2 separate regions of the Zea mays genome follow, and region 2 is linked to region 1. A link is a contact called in public Hi-C data. All regions are on one chromosome and are shown on one strand. Each heading gives the region's core, a stretch centred on a gene start, on an enhancer-like site or on the middle of the called end of the contact. The rest is flanking DNA. Distances are from core to core; before and after follow the strand shown.

Region 1 (6,517 bases), core at 2,320-4,819:
TAAATAAATTCATTTGAAAATGTAACCAACTATAAAGTTGCATAACTTTTCAAGATCTACGAGTTCTATTTTAATAGTTTCTACATCCGAGGTCGTTTACAAAATTTGAAAACGTTACACGAATTTTTCAATGATAAGATGATTTCAAATCAAAAAATTGTCAATTACAAAGTTTCATTACATTTCAAGACCTACAACTTTTATTTTGGTGGTTTTTTCATCCGAGATAGTTTGAAAAATTCAAATTTTAATATTCAAACATAATTTTGCATGACAAGATGATTTCAAACCAAAACATTGTCAACTACAAAGTTTCATAACTCTTCAATACCTACGACTTTCATGTTGGTTTTTTCTTTCGAGGTCGTTTTCAAAATTCAAATTTTAAATTTTTTAAATTTAGACGTAGTTTTAGTTGACAAGATGACTTCAAATGAAAAAAATGGTCAACTACAAAATTCTATAACTTATCAAGATCTACAAAGTTTATTTTGGTTGTTTGATCATTTGTTCATCTCACATGATGGTTCTAACAATATGCATAAATCTTATACATCTCTTTTATAGTTTCATAAACTACGAGAGATATAGGTTTTATGAACAAATTTACTTTTATTTGTCATATGAAGAAATGTTCAAAATATAAATTATACATCATGATAAGTTATACAAATTTGTAATTGAAACCTTTTTCATTTAAAATAATTTACTGTTTTAAAATGTAATTTTTAAATTGTCTTTGCCTAGTGTTGAAAAAAGCACTCGGCAAAGAAACTCTTTGCCGAGTGTTATATATTTGACACTCGACAAAGAAACTATTTGCCAAGTGTTAGAAAAAACACTCGGCAAAGAAACTTTTTGTCGAGTGTCAAAAATAAAACACTCGGCAAAAAGCTTATTTGCCGAATGTTTTCTTTTACAAGGTGTTTTTTTGCTTGACACACGGTAAAAAGATTCTTTGTCGAGTGCAAAAAAACATTCCACAAAATATTTGGTACTCGGTACAGGATTGAATTCTGGTAGTGATTAATTTGTGTCGTCTATGAGGCCTAGCGCATTTGGCTTTGTATTGCTCAGCAGGCCAGCAGCACCCCCGGACTGCATGTCCGCTGCCGCTAGCTGTGCTGGGGACGAGAGATATAACCTTGACCTGAAATTACGTCGCCATCAAGATGCCTCTCAGATAAGCGAAAAGCGCCATGCATGCTGCGTGCGCGCGCACCAACAAGATCGATCGATCACGTACACCCGCTGATCATCCAACCCGAGCTAGCGAAAGCCCACGATTATGCATCGGCGCGGCACCCGCGCGCGCGGTGGCTGCCGCAGACGTCGGCACGTCGCTGCCCGCCCCGCCGTGGCGCACGCACGCACGCACGCGCCCCGGCGGCGGCGGCTCCGTGGACAGGGACGTCCATTCGGCCGACGCCCGACGGAGAGCACGCACGGTCGCGAAGACGCAAGCGTCGTCGATCGAGCTGGCTGGTGGTGGTGGTGGTGGCCGTGGCCCCTGTCCGGCCGCACCTTTTACTGGCGGCCAATGCTTGGCTCCCCCCGTTGTGTACGTCATGATGATGGAGATGAGCATTTTCATATCCAGAGTGGTGTGTCATGCATGCATGCTAATCTTGTGAAGATTGTGGCCAATGCATGCATGATCAGGACGCAGAGGGTTCACCAAGAACAGACGGCAGAACAGAAGAAGGTGTGGACTGTAGTATCCCAAGATCAGTGCGCGGACGATCCACGACGCGGCCGGAGATCGACCAGCTAGCTAGCAGTCTCCTCTCGGAGCCAGCAGTCAGTGCCCGAGGTCGAAAGTACCCGTAAGTACGTAAAAGGCTGGGAATATAATGAATGAGATCTCCTGCAGATGCGACATGACATGACCATCGAAGCAGTGGCCGCCCATCCAATCCACCACTGGTAGAGTGGTAGAGCTCTAGATGCGCGGGGCGGCTGTGGGTGGAGATTGGAGAAGAGAGAGAACTCCGTCTCTCGCCTTCCACATCCCTCCTCCATTCCTCACCTCCTCCGTCACCTCGCTGCAAGTTGACGTGAAGGCGGCCGGGAGAGTGACGGGCAGCATGCAACAAGTCAACCACGTCCGTCTGGTTCTGGTCTGCCGCAGTATAGACTATAGAGTCATTCATTACTGGTGGACGTCAAGTCAAGATACGATGTGATGCGATGTGATCGATCGATTAGCTAGCCGGGTAGCCGCCCGGTGCATGCAATGGCCAATGGGGTGGGATCAGATTGTTGACAAAACCTTCTTGGCATGGAAGCTAGGCCCAATGTGGACTATTTGTCTGAAACTCTATCTTTTCTGTATAAATAGAGAGGATGTAACTTTAACTTTTGGACAGTAGCAAACCTACAGAAATAAAGCATCAACATCTCTCCAGACTCTCGTCTCCTTAAGTTCTATTGTTATTCAGTTAATGAGCCTTTCTACTGCGCCCGGTAGCAAAGAGTTATCGCGCACGTGGGTCTACTAAGTAGATCGAGCAAAAGGTGGTGAGAAAGGTACCTAACCTATGTATTTTGTGCATTGTGCATTGGAATATTAGCACTCTCTTATAAAGTTACATTCTCTATTTTATATTGAAGCATATAAATCATAGAGACATTTATATATCAAAACGGACATATCCCCTGGCAGATTTTATCGTCGACATGAAGCCGATGAGATGTACACGTACTTGTTGCTGACTTGAAGTCGCCGACACACATGACCATCAATCATGTGTGATGCACACTTTATTTTACTGCATCATCCAAAGAACATAAAAAAAACAAACAATAACAGTAGCACCGCTAGCGTAGGCGTTGTCGACGCACTAGCATGAAGTAGGCGCGCAGTCACTGCCTCCTCGCTGCTCCAGCGAGCGGGGGCTGCAACCTCGCTGTTCCCGCCCGTGGGCGCGCGAGCGAGCAATAGCAGCAGCCTCATCGTGCGGGCACATGGGTGCTCTGGTGACCTGCCGCTGCCTCGCCGCCCCTGCATGCGGGCGCGTAGCCGCCGCTGCCTTGCAGCCTTAGACTAGCTCCAACAAGGAGCTCTAAATGCTTCTGTACCCTAAATTTAGAGGATGAGGACGTCCTCTACCCCTCCAACAACGTCCTCTAAACGGTCCTCTAAATTTAGAGGACGCTGCTGGATCCTCTATGTATAGAGTTCCTCTAAACGGTTCTCTATCTATTTGAATACTTTAAACAACCGTTTTAGTAAAACTAAAATATGTACAATACATTTGAGAGTATGACAAACACGTATGTACAAAAATTTAAAAATAAAAATGTCTTTAATATAGGTATTTACATATAGGGGACGTGATTTAGAGGACGTTGTTGGAGAGAAAATAGATATAGGGGGTAGAATCTTTTAGAGAAGACTGTAAAGGACGGATATAGAGGATGTATATAGAGGACGTTGCTGGAGACAGTCTTAGCGTGACGGCACGCTGGGCGCAGCCACCCAAGCCGCACGCGGGTGTGCGACCACTGGGCAGCAGCACCACAGCGCGCAGGCGCAGTCGCCGCCTCGACGCTGCCCAGCAGTGGCGTGCGGGTGTTGATCCCTCGCGCACAGGTACACGGGTACCACTGCCTCGCCTCTGCCCAACACAGGCACACGAGCGCGGCTCCTCGCACGCTCAGGCACGTGGGCGTAGCCGCCTCTCAGCCTATGCCATCAAACAAAAAAACATTACACGACGGTTCAGTTACCGTCTTTTTTACATTTTAGCCTTTTTTAAGTTTTATTTTTATAAATACGCGTTTTTAAGTTTCATTTCAAAAAATAGACCCTCACCTCGGCGCCATCACTATTGGCGCCAAGCTACAACATGTCGGCGCCAATTAGTTTGGCGTGTACATTTAAGAGCTGACGCCTACGTGGATCTGATGTGGCAGCATCTCGGCGCCGTGGATCTCGGCGCCAAGGTCAACGCCATGGATCTCGGCGCCGACCTCAATGTATATAAATATACCACTCCGGTCGTCGGTTTTTTTATTTTTGGATGATATCAGTCATTTTATCAATGATTCTTCTTCATACTTAGTTTATTTGGTTTATGAATTTGTGTTCTGTTGTTGGTGACCTAAATTGTAACATGATAGTTGATGATCTTATACCTGTTAAAATTTACAACTTAGCATTTGATTTACATCAGGTCAGCCTACTCGTGAGACCACAAATTTAGCTAGACTGGTCCTGCAAGGATGAGTGTAAATAACTTAGCTCAAACGTGCAATTCGTTATCCATTGATCTAAAAACATCCTTTTATAATAAACAAGGGAATCATGCACCAATTAAGTAACGGACTGCAATAGCCCTGCAACTAAAAGTGAACACAGAAACATAAATAGTTTAACCAAGCTCATAATTCCTTGCATGCCATGCTGTTGTAGGAACACCAAGATGTATATTGTGGCTTGATATGACTGAAGATGGGATAGTGGTTTGGTGCCTGACATTAACTGCTAATCACAGCATAATATGACACCTAAGAAATATGACGTGCATCTCCCGCGACAAGACGTTTGGCGCTCACAAAAACACTTCAACCACTTTGAAGGAGATATCTCCGTGGCTGACCTGATGTAAATCAAATACTAAGTTGTAAATTTTAACAGGTATAAGATCATCAAATATCCAAGTTACAATTTAGGTCACCAACAACAGAACACAAATTCATAAACCAAATAAACTAAGTATGAAGAAGAATCATTGATAAAATGATTGCTATCATCCAAAAATCAAAAAACCGACGGTCGGAGAGGTATATTTATATACATGGAGGTCGACGCCGAGATCCACGGGGCCGAGGTGCTGCCACGTCAGATCCACATAGATGTCGTCTCTTATATGTACACGCCAAACTAATTGGCGCCCACACGTTGTAGCTCGACGCCAATAGTGATGGCGCCGATGTGAGGGTCCATTTTTTTTGAAATGAAACTGAAAAGGGCGTATTTGTGAAAATAAAACCCCAAAAGGACTAAAATGCAAAAAAGACGGGTTCAGTTACAGCGACCTACGGTTGGTTGCTAAAAGCGCCTTCAGCGATCTACGGTTGTCGCTAAAAACCTTTAGCGACCCATAAGGATGGTCGCGGTAAGTGTCATCGTTAAATGCTTTAACGACCAACATATTTTTAGCGATCGACCATATGTTGCTGATGTTGTATATTAGCTACCAATGGTGGGTTGTTGTATTGTAAATTTAGCAACCAACCGTAAGTCATCATACTATACATTTAGCAACCAACAAAAAATCGCTCTGTTTACAATTGTTATTAATAATAATATACAATTAATTATATATACAAAAGCATCACAAATCACAGATTTTTATACACATAATCACAAAGACATACACAATTAATCAGTATACCACAATCTTAGATCCATCATATAAACACAAAAGCACCACAATTAGATATTCACAAAAGCACCACCGTTATAATATCATTCACAACTAGATCATTTTACAGATAGCTAGCTAGATCATTCACAAAAGCTCTAGCGTTGATCAGTCACAAAAGCACCACATCGACATCACTCTAGCTTCAAGCAGTTCAAAAGCCCACAACTACACTAATACTTCACATCACTCTAGCTATAGTTCAAGAGCCCACAACTACATCACTCCAGCTGCTCCAAAGCTGATCAATCACAAAAGCACCATAGCTGCACTAATGTTTCAAGCAGTTCTAAAGCCTTCACACAACAACTCTAGCTTCTTATCTACCTCCGCTAGCTTTATCCTCCTATTTTAAGACACAAGCTTTCTTTGTCTAGAACTCTCTAGAAAAATAACAACAAATTAGTATATTGTTTCTACATTTGCAAATAAAAATACAATTTTGTTGTCTTATCTACCTCCACTAAATGGTAATGTTGTCTTATCTACCAACTTCAGCTAATGCAATCAAGGTTACTCATTAGTGAATGATAACTCATATAAATTTAAACATAAACAAGATAAGATATAGACTATTACTTTCTTGTACGACCATGCAACTGACATCATGTAAGCATCGACCATAGTTTCCACTTTGGCACAAGGACGAGGCAAAATTGTATCTTGTTTCAGCACATAAGTTACAATAACTTCACAATATTGCCTTCCAAGGGCCTGATCTCCAACTGTGGTGCTTAGTTTAATTGAAACAATTGTCCCTTTAGCTACAGGCATGTCAGATCTCAACATAGCATATAATATGACATCTTTTCCAACCTGCCGCAAATGATTAAGAATAATTTAGTTCAATGTTTTTAAGGTTTATGAAAATAAAGGTAGAAAATGTATGAAATGAACGAGATCATTACAAAATCATCATGTTTGGAGTGTGAAGCTTCAACAAAGTGCTTTATAGATATTGGTGAGTTTTCACCTTGTATTTGGTCAAATATTTGATCCTCCTCATCCAATTCCTTGTCTTCAGAAGCACAATATTCTTCATTGTCTTCCTCATCCTCATTAGCAGGCTTGTTCTTCGTCACCTT
Region 2 (5,964 bases), core at 2,749-5,248, 94 kb before region 1:
TCTAGTGTTTATCAGCATTCCTCCATGCTCTTAACGACACGCGGAAACAAAGAAGCAACAAGACCGCCGCTTACCTGAAATTCGTGACGCACACGGATCGAATGCCAGCATCTGTAGCTGCCCTACACACGACGGGTACAACATCTGAAACCTGCCAGTGTTTGCTCAAGTGGGTTCAGTTAAGCTCTACTCGGTGTGTAGAGATGTTCAGACAGAAGAGTGACAACATAAACCGGTAACGATCAGTGATCATAGTATTGGTACCACAAGGTCGGCCTTGATAGAGTTGAGCCACTCCGCCTCGGTCTTAAGGATGGACTCCCGGGGCACCACGGCCGTCTGGTGGTACTGCACTCCGCGCACCATTATTAAGAACTCGGAGAAGCGAAGGGGGGCGATCGAGTTGTGCTTGCAAACTGCAAAGCAGAGCAAAAAAAATTTAATCATGCAACTACAATGTTCTCAGTATTTCGTAAGTGTGGGTCAACAGACTAGGAGCACTCTGCTACCTAGCTCACATCAGACTCCTCCCGTAAATGTCTGTTGAGCCTCCCTTTCATTCGTAAGTGTGACAAAAGCCATTTCACAATCCTCGTATAGTGACTAAGGGAATGAACCACTTGCGCATAGGTAGCCTAACGAACTTACAGAAGGTTGAGCAGAGACATACCGATGTGGCCGCCGAAGTTTGCTGCCGAGGTGACCGGTTGTTGAAGGGGATCTATGCCTACGGCGTGCCCTATGCCCACTGCCGCTGGTCAGACAACAAGGCATGGCAATGGATTGACCTTATGCACGCCGACGAGCTCGCCGTTCTCCAAGGTGCAACAACCGATTGACCTCGTGCACGCCATCGATCTGGATCCACATGCCCTTCCTCTTCTTCTCTGTGTCGGGGGACAGCATGCTTGTGGCTCCGGGAACACCTGGAGCCAAGGAGTAGAGCCATCAGCGCGTAATCGCAGAAGATATATTCTTGCTACCGTGTTCTGATCACGAGTCGATGAACTCGCCGATAGGTCCAAGAAAATTCTTGCTGGGATCAAGAGATCTGGTGGAAGGGAGGGAGGGAGAGGTACCGACCTGGAGTCCTAGAGCTTGGGGTGGACTTCTTCTCGACGCCGCGGACGCTGACAGTGGTGTTGCCCTTGCGTACGACCCTCGAGGGCATACTCGACCTGGACGAGGTGGCCGCGGCGGCCTCCGCCTCCATCTCCTTGATCCAGCGCCTCATCGTCCATCTTCTGCAGTTGCACACACGCGGGGTCTCAGCTGCTCACTAGGATCCAGCGCGCGAGCTGGAGTTCTGGAGTCGGCCTTTATAGGCGCTATCTGCTCCCCCCCATGGCGTGGTGAGGTGAGTGCGATGGCGTGCGCCAGGCATGACTCTAGGAAGTCCTCGTGTCGAGAGGCGGGCTCAGGCTGGCGGCGCTCGTGTGGCGATGGAGGGTGGTTAGGTCAGAGAGGGCGCGAGGAGGAGAGTTGGGATGAAGGGGAGGAGGGATCGGCGGGATGAGAGACGCGGCGGGGTCGGAGCTGGCGCTTGCGCGGGGCCAGGGCGTCGGCGGTGGGATCGGAGTGGGGCAGTCAGGTGAGAGAGAGGCGTGGGGAGGAGGGATGGATCGGGGGAGCCGGTGCTCGCGCGAGGCGTGGGCGTCATCCGGTGTTGGTTGCTGCAGGGTTGCATCCGATGGACGATGAAAACAGAGTCATGGATGGACGGTTGAGATCATTGGAAGGAAGAACGAGAAAAGGTAGGCTACCCTTAGAGCCTTAATAAGTTGTATAGATTTAATAGAAACTTCACCATCTATAGCAGGCCTCACATGCTAATTTTAGTTGTTAACCAAAAAAACTTCTTAGACCTCGGCAAATCTAGTCCGTCCTGACTCAACCCGCATGCCTTGCTGGAGAGGGCATGAAGGTGAGCCGAAATAGATCCTAGACCGCATTTGGAGCCAACTGATTTGCAGAATCTGGACAGCGCACATGACCCAAGAAAATGCAAGTAAGGTTGATGATTGAGATTCTTTTCATGTAGAAAGCAAAATGTTAGGATCTCTAGTAGATAAAATTTATCTGATCATGTGAAACGAGGCCCAAAACTCTATGTGGGGTGTTACTGGCTATGGATTTAAGCTTGAACTAAACTAAGTTTTTTAAGACCCTAGCTTAGTACACAAAATGCTTCGGTCTAACTGTTATGCCCTTATATAACGGCCACTTGTTGGTCACTCTAACCCTGACGGCATCCGGCAGTCATTTAGTTGATAAAAGACAAAAAAAAAATGTGTTTTTAGAGAACTTGAGATCTTAATGTTTACATCCTCATGCGCGAGTGCTGCACATGAGACTACATAGATGACGATGTTCTTTTAACGACACATTTTCAAACCCTATATTATGTATTTGATACTTCAACGAAAAGGTTATTAAATGTAAATCTATAAATCTCATCGAGTAGACGTTGATTTTGTCTCAATTCAATATTTTTAATCATATTAAATCTTATTCGAGAACTTATACCAAATATTTGTTTTCATAGGCCAAAGCCCATTAATCTTGCAATAAATTTAGAATTAATATCAAATGCCCACTCTTCTTATGGTATGGTGGATTGTTCAGTACCCAACAGAGAGTAGAGGTGAAAGATAACCAGTAAGGCTGTCTTCAGTGGATCATGTAAAATAGGGTATACGAAATTGTAGATACCACTATTTGCATAATGAAGTTTTAAATATAGAATAAGATAAAAGATGAGATAGATGATATGATGGAGATGGCCTAAGAACGTTTGATAACTGTAATGTTTTATGGTCTTCATCATGGCTTCGTACTCAATACCATCGCTGACTACGAGGATGAGTTTCCCTCTATCGTTTTTGCGTTTGATATAGATTTAATCTATTATATAAGTATGGTGGTTTTCGCCACATAATATATCCCTAGTATATTTAGCAGTTACTTTAGTAATCAATTTAATGTTTAAAGTGCTCTCTAACATAAACTATCTTAAATGATAGAGAAATATATCAATAACTTTGACCATGGAATAAATTATCAAGATATACCTTTTTAGTGACATAAACGTATATATTATTCACTATAAAGTTGATTAAATTTATGACTATTTGACTTAGAATAAATATATTGAATTTGTTTTGGAACAGAGGTATTACGTTGGAGCTAGAATTGCATTTGCTTTGCGACAACCGTAGTACTCTATGTGTCTACAAGGATATAATTCTCTATTATCGATTAGTCCAATGACATTATTTTATTAATGATATATATATAACACTAAAATTTATAATATAATATAAGTACCATAAAATTAGTTATAAAATATATTTTTATATGAAACTTACTTGAAGAAATAAATATTGATACTATTAAAAGGAAACTTGGGTAAAGTTAAACTAATTTGGCTTGAGCAAATTTTATAGTTATATTATTTTATAGTCAGAGGGAATACCTTTAGATTGAGATTTGGATACCGTTGCCGCCATAGATATTTTATAAGGTTATGACAAGATCATGCATGTGGCTATGTAAAATACTATTTTACACGACAATAAAATTTAAAATAAGTACGGTGGTTGGAGACCTTAAGATTCTTGCGCGACATATAAAACGTTGCAGCTTAAATTTTGCAATGAGAAAACTAGATGTTTCAGCTTGGTTAGTTGGAAGCATGATCAACATTGCCGTTTAAAAAAATGCTTTCTTAAGGTCTCGTGAGAACTTAAACATTTTCCTTTTTTTCGCCCTGTTTTTAAAAGAGACCGTCCCAAATTAAAACAAGCGTGTTTTTGGCTACAGATATTGACAATTAGTAGTACAATGTGCACATATATTATTACAAATAAAAACTACTTATATGTAGATGGAGCCAATTACCAATATATGTTGAAATACATGCAGATCTGGTCTCCAATTGCTACTGTTTTATTTACCCGATGGGCTTTCCAGCGAGAGAGCCCCACGAGAAAATACTAGTAGCTAGCAGACCGCCGCGCCCCCCGCGCCTCTTTAAATACCGCGGCCTCCACCTCCACTCGACGACCACTCCCCGCACTCTCCACCCGTGAGCCGCTCCCCCTTCCGTCCCGGCCCTCCCGCTTCCCCGAATCCCGGAGAAACCGCCGCCATGGACAAGGCCGCGCTGGTGGCTGAGAACAGCACGGACGCCGGCGGGTCGTCGTCGTCGTTCTCGGGCCTGCGCGCGTACGGGCGCGCGCTGGCGCAGACGCCGCGGCGCCTGGCGCGGCGCGCGTGCGCCGCCACGGCGCCCCGCGAGGAGATGAGCCGCGTGCGCGCGCGGTCGGGCCCGCGCATGGCGCGCGCGCTGCGGTGGTGGGACCTGGTGGGGCTCGGGCTCGGCGGCATGGTGGGCGCCGGCGTGTTCGTGACCACGGGCCGCGCCGCCCGCATCTACGCGGGGCCCGGCCTCGTCGTGTCCTACGCCATTGCCGGCCTCTGCGCGCTGCTCTCCGCCTTCTGCTACACCGAGTTCGCCGTCGACATGCCCGTCGCCGGCGGCGCCTTCAGCTACCTCCGCGTCACCTTCGGTGAGTGACGACTCTCAGCTAGCGCTGCCGCCAGTCCCGCGCTGCGCAGCCAAGAGATCGATGGCGACCTTCGGCGACGTGTAGTGTACTCGCCGGAATTAAAAACCTTGGCTGGGCTTTGGCATTTCTGGGAGTTTGTATTATTATTATTATTATTATAGCCCCTCGATTTCCTGTCGGTTCGATCCTGTTCGTGCGATTCACGGCAGTGGAGACCGAGACTGACGACGTATAATGGACTGATCATACGTTAGTTGAGAAGGATGGGTTGTTTTTCTCATTGAATATCTGATGCTTATCTGCCAAGTGCATACGTGCCCTCTGCTTTCGGCTCATCAAGTTGCTAAATAAAAACTACTCCTATACTACTACAAGTATTCATGTGTATGAGTGAAGCCACCTTAAATTATGATTGAGCTGTCCCTGCTAATTATTTGGATGGATGCATGTCTCTTTTTTATTTATTTAGATAGAGAAAAAAAACTAGAGTGATTTTCTCTCTATGAAACTGTATACTACTGCTACTACACTATTCATAATAAATGCATTTTGCACATGGACAAACGCTTGTCTAGATACATAGCTAAAGATATACAGTAGTATCTGTTTTGCTATAGGTTTGGGAGTGTTCGATTATAATAGATATAGACACAGTTTCTGCTTCTTTCTTTTGAGAGTTTCTCTACAATTTATTATATAATCTAAAGAATCCCAGTTTTCTTCAGACCGATTTTTCGTCCCTTGAGATTTCAGAAACACCGGGATGAGCAACAGAGAGAGAGAGGGGAAAAAAGTTAGATCGTGACGCAACAGTTTTTATGAGTGACTCACTCAAACATCCATATCCAAAAAATAATGCTGGGTCCCTTTCAACAATCTGGAGAGAGAGAGCGGTTCTTCCCTTTGGTCCCGCAGCTGCGATCCCTCTCCTTCCTCGTGGGACCTGGGAAGCTCGTTTTCCACAACCACCATGCGAACTGTCCTGTGTCTGTGTGTGCTTTGGCTGCGTCCATGACCATGAATGAACCAGTGGCTGGTTGGTTGGCTGGCATGCAGGGGAATTCGCGGCATTCCTGACGGGGGCGAACCTGATCATGGAGTACGTCTTCTCCAACGCCGCCGTGGCGCGCAGCTTCACGGCGTACCTCGGCACGGCGGTGGGTGTGGACGCGCCCAGCAAGTGGAGGATTCCTGTGCCGGGCCTGCCCCAGGGGTTCAACCAGGTGGACCTCGTCGCCGTCGGCGTCATCCTCCTGCTCTCTGTCTGCATCTGCTACAGGTCCGTTGCTACTATTGACTGCTGCTGCTTGTATCGTCAGAGGTCAATGGCTGTGTCATTTCTTCGCTTAATATATTTGTTTTCTATGTCAAGGGAAAAAACCTATATTTTTAG

The links. A called contact is a pair of places that touch in the nucleus more often than the background predicts.
Region 2: a Hi-C map of tassel shows a contact between it and region 1, with 1.8 times the contacts expected there. The contact joins the promoter of LOC103654366 here to the enhancer-like site in region 1. A contact is called at or near these places in 6 of 25 Hi-C or Micro-C datasets (ear, endosperm, leaf and 2 more) and 1 of 3 datasets of contacts at active chromatin or transcription factors (leaf).

Annotation. Positions count from the first base shown.
Region 1 is chr4:195,590,658-195,597,174 of Zm-B73-REFERENCE-NAM-5.0, reverse strand. No RefSeq gene overlaps it. Among protein-coding and RNA genes, the nearest start is that of LOC103654365, 64 kb to the right of the region's middle. Within about 2 kb of position 3,569, at least 10 of the 20 cell types and tissues checked have an H3K27ac peak or open chromatin away from gene starts, as enhancers often do. A contact at or near this core is called in ear and tassel, where this site is marked.
Region 2 is chr4:195,685,249-195,691,212 of Zm-B73-REFERENCE-NAM-5.0, reverse strand. It overlaps LOC103654366 (cationic amino acid transporter 6, chloroplastic), which reads left to right and starts at 3,998. Exons shown (of 4, transcript XM_020552784.3): 1 at 3,998-4,571; 2 at 5,628-5,850. The coding sequence starts at 4,151.